3 separate regions of the Rattus norvegicus genome follow, and all the other regions are linked to region 2. The links are chromatin contacts, called in public Hi-C maps. All regions are on one chromosome and are shown on one strand. Each heading gives the region's core, a stretch centred on a gene start, on an enhancer-like site or on the middle of the called end of the contact. The rest is flanking DNA. Distances are from core to core; before and after follow the strand shown. Region 1 has its middle 78 kb from the start of Foxn3. Region 2 overlaps LOC102550434 (a long non-coding RNA gene). Region 3 holds the start of Tdp1 (tyrosyl-DNA phosphodiesterase 1).

Region 1 (4,072 bases), core at 156-2,655, 550 kb before region 2:
AACGTCCTTTATTTTACAATAGTTAGTTCATCCTGGCCCAGCCAAGGTCCCAGAGCGGTAAGTGTTTATACTCACAACCTTCGCCAGGTACACAGAGACGGAGGTGAGGACCGGGTCGGGGAGAGATAAAACTAACAGTGTTTGTACATCAAGGGATACCCTCCTTGGGAAAGGTATGCTTTGGGTCACGCTGTGCCTGGATCTTCACTTTAAATTATTACTCTTTAGCTTGGCTTCTTGTACCCCTCTGTTGCAGTAAAAATTTAAAAGAGCCGTTTCCTATCAGTTCCTGAGAGCCGGATCTGCTCACTCTGGCTGCTGCTCTGCCATTCGGTCTTCAAGACACCGTCTCTGGATTGTCTCCCTTTGAGCCACCCTCTCTGCGCCATCCCCTAGGTGGTAGTTACTACGCCTGGCACGCATGCGCGCGCACGCACACACACACACACACACACACACACACACACACACACACACACACACAATCTCGTTCTGCGGGCCCTTGCGTGTTCTCACAAAAATAACCAAATACATAAATAGGTAAACTTCGTGGACATAGTTGAGGAGAAAACAGTTTTTACACCCCTCCCCCCAAATATCTACCTCAACGTGGGATAACCACAGCAAGCAAGTCGGTCTTGGGTTACCATTTTCTCTCTTTACTAAGAATTGAGAGTTTCTCGTTGTGCCAGTAGTATTTACAGACAGGGACATCTGCAAATTATCAGGGATACATCACTATGTAAACCGTTTGTCCAAAGGTATTTTGGACGTCTCTGATTTCAAGTTCTCAATCCTCTTGTCAGACCTTGTTCCAGACAGCATGTCCCAGGTGGTGTGGGGTATGCGTGCTTGGACGGCAAAGAGAATGGGGGTCTAGCCAACAGGCAGCCTAGCGAGGAAATTTGAGCAATATAAAAGGACTGGACCTCATGAGTATCCTGTCCCATCCCGCCCAGCTGTTTGACCTTGGCTACACTTTATGGTAAATGAATTAACTAACCTCTATATCACAGGATTAAAAAAAAATTAGATGACATACAGAAAGTGCTTTGCACGACTCCTGGTTGAAGTCAAGACATGGATCCGGCTAGAGAGGAAAGAATGGTGGGTTAGGGAGCCTTCCAGGGGCTTTGGGGACTTTTAGATCAAGTGAGGACAGAGGAGGAGGGAGGCGAGAGGAAACAATGCAGAGGTGTTTTCTCCTGGGTCAAGGGCCACAGTGCTCCTGGGTGAAGGAGTGTGGACCTCACATGGGCCAGAAGGGGCGACTGAGACACTGGGCCACCACGTGGCCATCAAACCCAACCCCCACGTCAGTCTCTGCCAGGCAGAAGTAGGTGAAGGGTGGAAGCCGGGAGACCGGGCCGCGGAGGCGGACGCCCGCTGCAGGTCTCCTAGCAACGCCAGCCCCGCCCCGCCCGGCCTGGAGCGCCGGCGCCCGAAAGCGGGGACCGGCAGGCCACGGTTGCCATGGCAGCGCAGCCGCCGCGCCTGATGCTGGCGGCTTCTGTGGGAAGCTCGGGCCCTGAGCCCCGCGTGGGCGGCCCGGCGGCGTCCCCAGATCTCCCCGAAAGGCGCAGCCACCGAGTCGCTCCTCGGGCGTAACCGGATCCCCTGCTCGTCCACGCCGACGGGGCGGGTCACGGCTTGGAGACTTTTTCAGTTCGAAGGGACGGAGTTGATCGTCCCGGCAAGGTCTAAACTCGGCAGAAACGTGCATGCGCGTCCCCTCACGCGCACACACCAGCACACACCTTGAGGCCGTGCGTCTTTTCCGCAAATGTTTTCTCCTGAAAGATTTGGTTTTTTAAGTCTAAGAAAGAGTATGTGCAGAAATCAGACAGGCTTCCAAATTCTGTCCTTGAAAACAACGTCGAAATAAAAGCTGCATTTCTTAAGGGCCATTTTTAGATCGTAAATGTCTGAATCCGGACTGGCAATCTGCAGTGGGCTTCACCGGGAGAATCCGGTTAGAGGTTTTAAATTTTAAACCGTTTACGCCACCCCACTCCACTCCCTGCTAGGGCAATAGTCTCGCTAGGGCAGAAGAAGCCACTTGCAAATACAAAGCTCATTCTCTGGCTTGAGAGTATTTTTAACTGAGGCGGAGTCAGTCACGTGTTTGTGATTTTAATCAAATTGACAAGGGCTCGGAACAGGAAAAGCTCGCCATCTAATTCGAACACAACATTAGGGACATCGTGAAGCAGCCTCTTTGGTCTTGTTCGAATCAGAGCTTTTCACATCTTAATGTTCTGCATATAATTTCCTCGATCCACTGCAACTGGAAAATTTAAATGAAACCCTATTTCTTAGATTCATTTTTATGGTAAATGTCTCTGGGCTGAGATTATGCATATTTCTCGATCAACAAGAAACCGGAGCAGCAATCACCGTGAATTGAGCACCTCGCTGATTGAGCAACACTTGAACCTGGAGGCACGAACAGCCCTAATCTCAGAGTGAAAATCCTTCACGGTGTATTTCAAAAGAGTATTTACAGCTAACCTTTTCCACTCCGAAGGATCATTCACTTGCAACTTTCCTATCCTTCGCTTTGTCAGAGTAATCGCTTTAAAAAAAAAAAAAAAACCCAACTACTTTTACCTACTTTTTAGTTTGTAGCTGGAGAGATGATCATATAAAAAAGTATTTATGGGGAGGCAGATGAAATGACTCAGCAGGTAAAGGCGCTTGCCCTGCAAGCCTGACAAGTTAGCAGGATCCCTGGAAGCCATATAAAGATGTCAGGAGAGGACGCAGAGCCTGGCACACCTGTACCCACACACAGTGGTGACAGATGTCGGTGACTTGAGTTTTTAAAGTATAGCCAGATGTGGTGGAACACGCCTGTTATCGCAGGCAGAAGCAGGAAGACCACTGCAGGTTGGAGGCCAGCCTGGTCCACACAGTGAGACAACATCTAAAACAATAACAATAACACAAAAGAGCATAGTTTTAAAGTAATAACCGCTGTTTTTGTGCGGGGAGGGGGGGGAGAGAGAGAGAGAGAGAGAGAGAGAGAGAGAGAGAGAGAGAGAGGAGAGAGAGAGAGAAAGAGAGGGAGGAGAGAGAGAGAGAGGGAGGAGAGAGAGAGAGAGAGAGAGAAAACACATCTCATGTAGCCTAGGCTGGTTTTGTAATTGCTCTGGAGCCAAGGCTAGCCTTGGATTCCGGCTCTCCTACTCCACAGGAACGCACCATCATGTCTAGCTATGAATCCAGGTGTGTGGAGACACGCATAGCCATTCTCTTAATCGTTTTCTCCTCCCAGTATCAAAACAGAACCTTATAATTTATGTGGTGGAGAGGAGAGGATTAATTCTGACAGCAAAATCAAGTATCTGAAAGTAACAACCTCCTGTTTAGTTGGTACTGGGGGAGAAACACAAAGAATCTATGCTACTAAGGTATACTCTGTACATTTTTCATGGAAAGGGCAAATCGGTGAATTGGCTTAGGATTTGCTGGTTTAAGTGTGAGGATAGTAGAAACCACGGTGAATTTTATCATTAAATTAACCCTTGCGAATGTTTTTTTATTTGGTAATTCTCACCATTTCTCTGATGTGTCTTCACTGTCCTATGGGTCTTCCTCACAAAGGCTGTATCTTGGTAGGAGCCCGGAACAACTCGACTGCAGGATATTGGAAAGGGTCCACAAGCATTTGGCAAATCGCATCGCTCAGATCAACTCTTTCACAGCCAGGTTGGACTTGTTGTCTTGGGGTTGTGGGGGAGGGGGGTTGTTTGTTTTTGTGTCTCAGATGAAAGCTGAGTTAGGCACGTGACTTAGCCCAACTGTCAGTTCTAGGGAGCCCACAGGATTTACGCGTGTCCTACTTTATTAATAATCCACAGCTCGGAGGCCCCGACAAGCTGTCGAAGTAGGCCTCGGGATGGCGAGGTTTCTGTCTCACCGTTTATGGCTAGTGCTTCCTCAGGAACCTAATATTTATCAAACGCTAGCTCCTTTCTCGAGTTCTCCTTCCCTTTGCCAACCACCAACAACCTTAGGTGCTAAGTGTCTTATCGTTGCTCCAGCCTACCGGCCTCTTATCTAATCCCGT
Region 2 (4,023 bases), core at 622-3,121:
ATCTCAAAAATCCTTAATCCAATTCCATCTGCAAAATCTTTCTGTGGTATGAGGTCATAGTGATGGGTTCTAGGAATGAAGTGGACATCTTTAGGCTTCGATATTTACCCTAATGTGCATTGAGTCAAACCCTATGTATTGATTTTAAATAAATAATAAAAAAAGATTTGCTATTGACAAGTCCATGTGATTTTATCCAAAACTTCTCAATGGGCACAATTACCATGAATGCTGGTGATAAAAGGGATGGTCAGGAGTGGTGGCCCACACCTATAATCCCAGCATTGAGAAGGTTGGTTCAGGATGACTGTGAGTCAGAGTCTGACCAGCTACACAGTTGAGTCCTTGTTCAGAAAGCATAGGAAGGGGGTGGTTTTGCCATCAGCTGCCAGCCCTGTGCTCAGCCTGTTGTTTCGGGAACAGTGTATCTGGCAATTTCTAGCCGACCATGTATGTTAGTGGAGGCTAAGGTCCTTCCCAGGAAGCATCCGTGGGTTTCTCGCACCAAAGCCACTTACCTCGCTATAGGTTCAGGTGAGGTCAGCACAAGGACTGTAGAAGGAGACCCTCCCTACAGAAGGAGGAAGTTCCTCTGTGAGACAACAAGACCTTCCAGTGGATATCACCACACTCTGTTGTGGAGAGGGCAGCATGGGACCCTTCTGTTCTATAATGTGTGAGAGAGACAGGAGAAAAATCACATACCACACAGGAGCTTGAGACTAAAGGGGAGAAATGGCTTTACACTTGTGTATCTTCTTCACTGTGAATTGGGGGGAGGGTACCAATTTTGATTTTCTACAATATTTCTTTTACCCACAAATCAACACATATCATCTAACATATGATCTAATACAGTGCCAAGCACAGAGACCCTAAGATGTCTATATTCAACATTACATTCAGTTATTTATCCTGGTCAGTGGGTTTTGGGGCACCCTTAACCTCCTTGTTACTAAGACTTCATTCTTCATCTCATTTTCACGCTGGTCTGTGGTTTACCTTTGCGTATATTTTCTTTAATGATAATTCTGGAGGGTCCCTCCCGGGCAAAATTCAAACTTTTATCTGTGGAGGAAAACCCAAGGCTGGTTAGGATCCGTGGAGGTAGAGAAAAGGGAGGCGACCCTCCTCCCCCAACTTCTGTGGGTGCCCTCTTCCAAGACATTCTCTTTATTACCAATTGCCTTCTCCAAGTGAGAAAAAAATAAACTAATTTTATATCTATTCAGTCCAATAAAGCTCATTGTCCTACCTCCACCCCCCGTGATAAGAGGCAGGAACAGTTCATTTTCCATTGCTAAGCAACGGCAGAAAACAGTGATCGGCATCTGTGCCCGGCCTCACCGGCTGATAGGGATCGCTGTCTAAAGTTCATGTTTGCATTCTGAAGTCAACAGTAATTGTAGTTCCCGATTAGTCTTCATTAGGATAGTTTATGGCTGGCCTAACTCCAGTCTCCACTCAGTGGTTTGAATGTACTGTCTTCCTAGGGAAAGAAATATTTGGCAGTAAAAACCCTTGTGCGGATTTCCTCCGCTCATTTCCCTTCGGTGGGCCAGGAAAGTACGGTCCACACCCGTAGTTCCCTGGCCTGGGACAGCAAGGCCACTGTTGGAGGCATTGGAGGAATCGGGTGGAAAAGAAGGCTGTGTACTCCTGGGCTGGCTTCTGTCTACTCTACGGAAAAAGTAGGTCAGTGGCGCACAGGTCTGTTTGGTAAAAGAGTTCTTGCAATTTGGGGCCCAAAGCACGACCCGTCTTTCCAGAGCAAAGGTATGTAGGGCCTTTCTTTCCATAGACCTGAGTCTCCTGCCCGCCTGCCTGGCTCAGGAATGGGTCAAACACTGGCTTTACTGTAGTGGTTCAGTCTCAGCCAACTTGAAAGCGCCGCTCTAGGCCACCAGCTCCCAGGTGTTGACTCACCCTGAGGCTGAGAGCCTGGCAGCCTAATATGGCAGCAGCCCAGGCCCTTACATAACTTGCCCTTTTAGCCCTAGCTCAAAGTTCCAAGGCTGATCGGGGAAAACAAATACAGAAAACAGCTTCGAGCAATTCATGAGCGTGTTACCCTCCTTTTTAGACCCCATCCTCAGACGTCTGTTTACCCTCAGCACTTTTCAGAGACAGTGTGGCTCCTGACTGCCCTCCTATACCCCATCCCCTAGAGTTGCATTGGATTTCTTAGAGCCGTGGTGGAAAACAAGCCTACTTGCGCCCCCTAGTGTACATGCGAATCAAAGCATTGCAAATTGAGTACCAAGAGCTTGCCGCCTCCAAGAGATTGGGGCAGCCCCGTGTCTTGAGGTCTAGGGCGGGGACCAGAAACCATACTTAAGTCTTGTCCTCCACCCCACCCTCACCCAGTTGTGCTCTTCTTGAGCCTTCCGCTTGTAATCTAAATCAAGTACTCGAAACGCGCCAAGCTCATGGGAGACAAGGGAATCTTTGCTAGTGGCGGACAGTGTGGCCGGAAACAGACACTATCGAGTCAAAGTCCAGTTGTTTTGCTACAGTCGTTAAGTTGTGCCATCCGTGTCTCTCAGACCCTTTGGGGTGATGATTCCCTAACAGAAGGAGAAACTCTGAATTGAACAGCGAGTTTCTTGGAACCTGATCATCTTGTACGTCTTCTGTCACCAAAGGAAGATAGGAGAGAGTCCAAGAAAATACACAATCTGGTCAGAATCTGAGGTAGGGGCACTGAGACCTGAGGAGGGTACCAGGAACCATGAGGACACTAGGAAAAACTGAAAACCATCTTCTCAGGGTAAAGAGGAAATTTGCCTCCAGAAAGCTTGGATCCGCAACCTGAGTAAGTTACTTGGACACTCTTCCCAGGTTGACTCACTTGATTGAAGTCAAGCGCGGGCTGGCAAATGCATTTCATATCCTGCACCAACCTTAGTGAAGTATGAAGCCTAAAATGTTGAATTGAGAGTGTTCCTGAAGGTTCAGTTTGATAAAAAGTATCGTGATTGATTAATAATGTCTGCTGTGAGCATAGAACATATGAGTCCTGGCATACATGGTGAACATGCAAGGAAGTAGGGGCGTGTGTGTTTTGTACAGAAGATATGCCATAGTATTCATTATTTTCATTATAAGTGGGATTAAATTGATTCCTAAGTTTTCTTGGGTCTAGAGAACTTATTCTCACCATTCCCCTCCTTACTCTGCAAAACCCCATGACTGACCAACCGGAAGGCTGACGTGGGAGAAAAACAGAATGGCGGTGAGAATATGTCTGAGTTTCTCCTCTCCTAAGATACAGAGTTATGACACCACGGAGGGATTAACCGAATGTGACTGCAGGCGCAGAGAGCTAGCAAGTGCTTTGAGCATGTGGAGAAAGGGCGGGACCGTCCAAAAGCTCCTAAGTAGTTTACAGACACCCTTGTGAGTTACTCAGTCCAGAAGAGCTCACTGGAGAACAAGGTCACTGCCTGCACATCATAAACACAAGACGTGGAAGAGGTGGCTCCAGGGTACAGTGCTCAACTCCCTCTGACCCCGCAGACTGTTACACAGCCTCCTGTGGAAGAGAGCAGAAGTGATGTATCTCCTTCCCCGTTCTATTTGGTTGATGTCCTCTCTCTGTGTGGTTGCCACATCTTTAGGGAACTCACATAGCACCTCAGGCTGTCCTTAAGGCGCCTTTCACCATCTGAACTAAGTATCTGTAAAACGATTTGCACATCAGTTATTCTCTGCTAGCCTGGAAGGCTCGAGAGAAGTCCTGAACGTTATTTGTCACCGCGTCCTAGGGACCACCTAAAGGACTTCCTAGCACAGAGTAGATACTCAACAAATTAATGAGTTGGGTGTTGGGGGGTGGTGGGATGAATGGATGGAGGAATAGATGAGTGAAAGAAACTTTCAGAAATTAAAGATTGCTGGGGTTGGGGATTTAGCTCAGTGGTAGAGCGCTTGCCTAGCAAGCACAAGGCCCTGGGTTCGGTCCCCAGCTCCAAAAAAAAAAAAAAAGATTGCTTTCTCTCTTTGCCAACCCCAGGGAAAGAT
Region 3 (3,815 bases), core at 873-3,372, 790 kb before region 2:
TTATGGAAACAAGGCCCTTCCTCTGTTTTAGAGGAGCGACTGTGACGCAAATGTCAAGATCATGTAGGAAGTGGCTTCTAATTTGGAGGAGTGGATCTGGTCAGCATCGGCTTTCACTGCTCCCTCAGACTGGACCAGGTTCCCAGCATGCCAAGGAGCTTGTGGAACCAAGGCCCAGCCTGACGAGACTCCCAACGTCTTTCCTTCCACGGCTTATTTTCTATCTCACCAGGCAGTGCCTAAGAGCAGAGGTCCAAAGAAACAGTAGCAGTAAGGGATGTCAAAAGAAGGAGAATACAGAATACTCACCGAATCAAAGCAGCCCAGCAATAAATCCCACAGTGGAGGTAACTGGGGCCTGCCACTGACTAACCACATATGACAGCAGCCCCATTCATTCAAACTCAGTCTCTACGTAAATCAAGGAGAAAGCTGTAGCCTAAAAAGTGCTTTACATTTTGCTTCTGAAGCATAGTGGGCCCTGGACTCTTCCACAAGCACCTGCAACACTTGTTTCCCTGTCAGCAGGATACCGCTATGACTCCATTATAGCTACAATAGCAAAATAAAGTCTACTTTGTAAAGGTATTTATGTAGGAGTGGATTTGAATAAATGTTAAGAAAATAACAGCGTATGTGTACAGAGAATAAATAAAATCTAGGGAGGCAGGCGAGGCAATGGAATTTGGGAAGAAAATCCCATGGAGTCCCTTCACAAGACAGCAACTCAGGATGTCATCGGGAACTTCGTCAAGGGCTTAAAAACTGTGCATGAAGGGCTAGAGCTTCGGCCAGTGGATAAGAGGGTTTGCCATGATTTCCAAAGTCCAGAACAATTTCTATGACTGTAACCCCAACACTGTGATAGCCAAGCAGGTCCCAAGAGTTCAGTGGCCAGCCCCCTTGAAAGAAACTGCCATCTTCTGCTTCTGAGAGATCCTGACTCATTAGAACACGTCAGAGAGCAACTGAGAAAGACACTCTATAACTATGTGTATATGTACACGTGTACACACACACACGAGTTGATGCAAAAAAGCACTCTATTTAGAATTTTGCTTCCACTGTTCCCTGGCTGGCTGAGCAGACCCTGTAGAGAGTATTTCTTCTACACAGACATTACTCCTCAGACATTTAAGACCTAGGCACCACATTCCAGGTTCCTCTAAGGTGGTCCTTAGCCCAGAAGTAAGCAGAATTCAGAACTGAGAATAAAGAATTAATATACCACTTCTCTTCCAGACAAGTTTAATTTTTGGGTGAAAAGCACAAATTAACACATGAAAAGCCTAAAAGTCAAGATGACTACAGACGCTTATTACGTTTTACATGGGTAACCTTTCTTTGGAACCATTGTGGAGTAGCATCTGAGACCTTGGAGGAAAAGGAATCATCAGGCTAAAAGACAGGTGAGCAACATTCCAGACAGACGGAATCGAACCAGGAGGTGGTAGCTAGGTTCTAACTGTAACATAGAAATGGTCCAGAAAGAAGAGGTGGGGACACTAAGGCAAGGCTGTTAAAAGTCGAATTTTATTGTAAAAACAATGGGACTCCCAGTGAGTGTTTTAGTAAGAGTGCCTTGGCCCGTCTAATCTTTGAAAATGATCACATCCAATACAACTTTGTGGACACGTGGCGATAAGAACGTTTCTGCTGCTTAAGAAGATGGTCAGGGAGCAATGGGTAATTTGGGGGTAGAGTAAGCAAAAAAGCTGCTAACTTTCCCCGGGCGCTCATCTCTGCCCAGATATAACTTCATCAGTACAGACTCATTTCACTCTCAAGTCAGCCCGATTTCACGGCAGTGTCCCTGGTGTGGAAACTGAGGGCAGAGAGGTTCAAGAGCCTGACCCACGGAGGAAGCAAAGGCCAGCGGCTCCGCAGCGCGTCCCAAGGACCAGGACCGCAGGTTCCGGGGCTCAGAGGAGGAGACCCTGCCCAAGAACCCCGGCCTCGCCGCTCTCCTCGCGGTGCACACCGAACCCTGCTGGCCTTCCACTACCACATCGGAACGCAGCGGCCAGCGCGCCGCCATCAGGAGGGCGGGCGCAGAGTTACAGCCACGAGCAGAGACCGCCCCGAGCTGGCGCCCGCAGCCGCAGACACCTACCTGACCCGCCAGTCCGCCGCTGCCGAAGCCACGCCTCCGCGGCGCGTCCGCGCATGCGCGCAGTTCAAACTCGCAGGCGCCGCGGCTTTGCCAGTCGGCCACGTCCCCTTCCGGAAGTCCCCCGCTGGGTCCTAAATCCTGCCTTCTTAGCAAAGAAGTAGAGTCGAGGGGCGCCTCACGGCTAGTTTCCTGTTGACTCCGTAAGGAGAGAGAAACAGAAAGCTGTGGCTTGCTTCTCTCGTAGTTAATTTGCAAACAACACCTCCATTCTGGGTATGCTCTTGGGCAGCTTCAGGCGCTCAGGGCTAAGACAGCGGCGAGCTTTGGGAGATAGGTGAGCTGAAGAAAAAGGCAGCTGCTTCAGGCTTTAAAATCCACTGCAGGATAAAAAGTTAAATGAGTTCCCATAAGACTCAGAACTTCCTTTGAAGGTTTCTCCTTTGAAACGGATGTATTCCTGTCAATCTCACTGATTCGCCAGAAGGGTAGAGGGCTGTGATTTATAAGCCGGTCTGGAAAACGATGCACTAGTCCATATTATTCACTTTCTATAAAGATGTCTGGTATAGAATTCTTGTGCTAGTCCTTCAGTCAGCCTCATGTCAGGCATCGCTTTCCGAGGGTTGAATAATTGTGTGTCAACACTCAAAACGGGTCATTTCGTTTGATTGTCCTAGATACAGTGTTACGTATCAGGGTTACCAAGAGGGCGAAAATAAACACAGTAGCTGCTCTGAGAAGGCCGTTCAATGGCTTGTTGGTTTAAAAATGAATCTTGGGAGTTAACTCAATTTTTGTGTGTGTTTGTGTGCTTTCTTCACATTCTTCGTGTGTCTCCTATCAAATCTAACAAAGGCACGGGTCAGAATAATCAGAGAGTTTATTTTAAGTTCGGCAGATTGCCTGAAGGCAATCAAAGCCTGGTAAGAAAGCACAGAGGTACCTAATCTCCCTCACCAGCTCTCAAAGAGTCAAGAAAGTCGAGGAGAGGCGGAACCAAGATCCAGAGGCGGGCCTTAGAAGCCCCTCCCCGTTGTCATACAGAGCTTTTAACCAATGACAGTACTACATCAACGCCAGTGGCTCGGAGGCTGGCCAATGGGAGGAACCGTTGGAGTTGCGCGGCGAAGTTGAGTCCCAGCGGTGGTGGGCGTGGCCGCAGTGGCTGTTCTCGCTGGAGCGAAGGAGCTTCCCTGGCTTGGTCTTGGTGTCGGTGGGGATGTTCCTGTCAGAGGCAGGCGCCAGGCCGCGAGCAGGCGAAATCAGCGCCTCAGAACGCAGGAAATGGGTGGAAGTAGGTGTGGGAACGCGACCCGAGTTTGGACTTAAGCCTGACCAGGGCCACCTCTGTCACCCCTCTTGGGTCTCCCTCAAACAGGTTCTAGTCAACCCTGGAAAGAACTGTTCTTTAAACTGAGGCATAAGTGCCCCACTATGATCACTTCCCTGACCACCACACTATCCACAGATAATCACTTCTGTCTTCCATCCCCTACCATCACCTTCCTAATCCGAGGAATGAGCTATTGCATACAGTTTGTTCGAGTGGTCTAGAGGAATGGATTTGTCAGCCCCTTAAACTTTGTCAAGTTCTTTAAACTTGGGGAGAGGGGATAGAGGGAAAATTTTAACTCAGCGGTTCTATTGCTTGAGGATTAAAACTAGAGTGATGAAACCGCGTTTTGAAAGCTCCACAACCAGG

What was found. A called contact is a pair of places that touch in the nucleus more often than the background predicts.
Region 1: a Hi-C map of mammary epithelial cells shows a contact between it and region 2, with 2.6 times the contacts expected there. The contact joins two enhancer-like sites. A contact is called at or near these places in 3 of 12 Hi-C or Micro-C datasets (Schwann cells, hepatocytes and mammary epithelial cells).
Region 3: a contact with region 2 is called in a Hi-C map of mammary epithelial cells, with 2.1 times the contacts expected there. The contact joins the promoter of Tdp1 here to the enhancer-like site in region 2. A contact is called at or near these places in 3 of 12 Hi-C or Micro-C datasets (the Rat2 cell line, Schwann cells and mammary epithelial cells).

Annotation. Positions count from the first base shown.
Region 1 is chr6:124,647,889-124,651,960 of GRCr8, reverse strand. No RefSeq gene overlaps it. Among named protein-coding and RNA genes, the nearest start is that of Foxn3, 78 kb to the right of the region's middle. Within about 2 kb of position 1,405, at least 38 of the 93 cell types and tissues checked have an H3K27ac peak or open chromatin away from gene starts, as enhancers often do.
Region 2 is chr6:124,096,494-124,100,516 of GRCr8, reverse strand. LOC102550434 (a long non-coding RNA gene) reads right to left here. Exons shown (of 10, transcript XR_010052802.1): 3 at 1,348-1,489; 4 at 1,003-1,068; 5 at 519-667. Among named protein-coding and RNA genes, the nearest start is that of Cpg1, 57 kb to the right of the region's middle. Within about 2 kb of position 1,871, at least 24 of the 93 cell types and tissues checked have an H3K27ac peak or open chromatin away from gene starts, as enhancers often do.
Region 3 is chr6:124,891,128-124,894,942 of GRCr8, reverse strand. Tdp1 (tyrosyl-DNA phosphodiesterase 1) reads right to left here and starts at 2,122. Exons shown (of 16, transcript NM_001031657.1): 1 at 2,114-2,122. It overlaps Efcab11 (EF-hand calcium binding domain 11), which reads left to right and starts at 3,268. Exons shown (of 6, transcript NM_001024350.1): 1 at 3,268-3,407. The coding sequence starts at 3,333.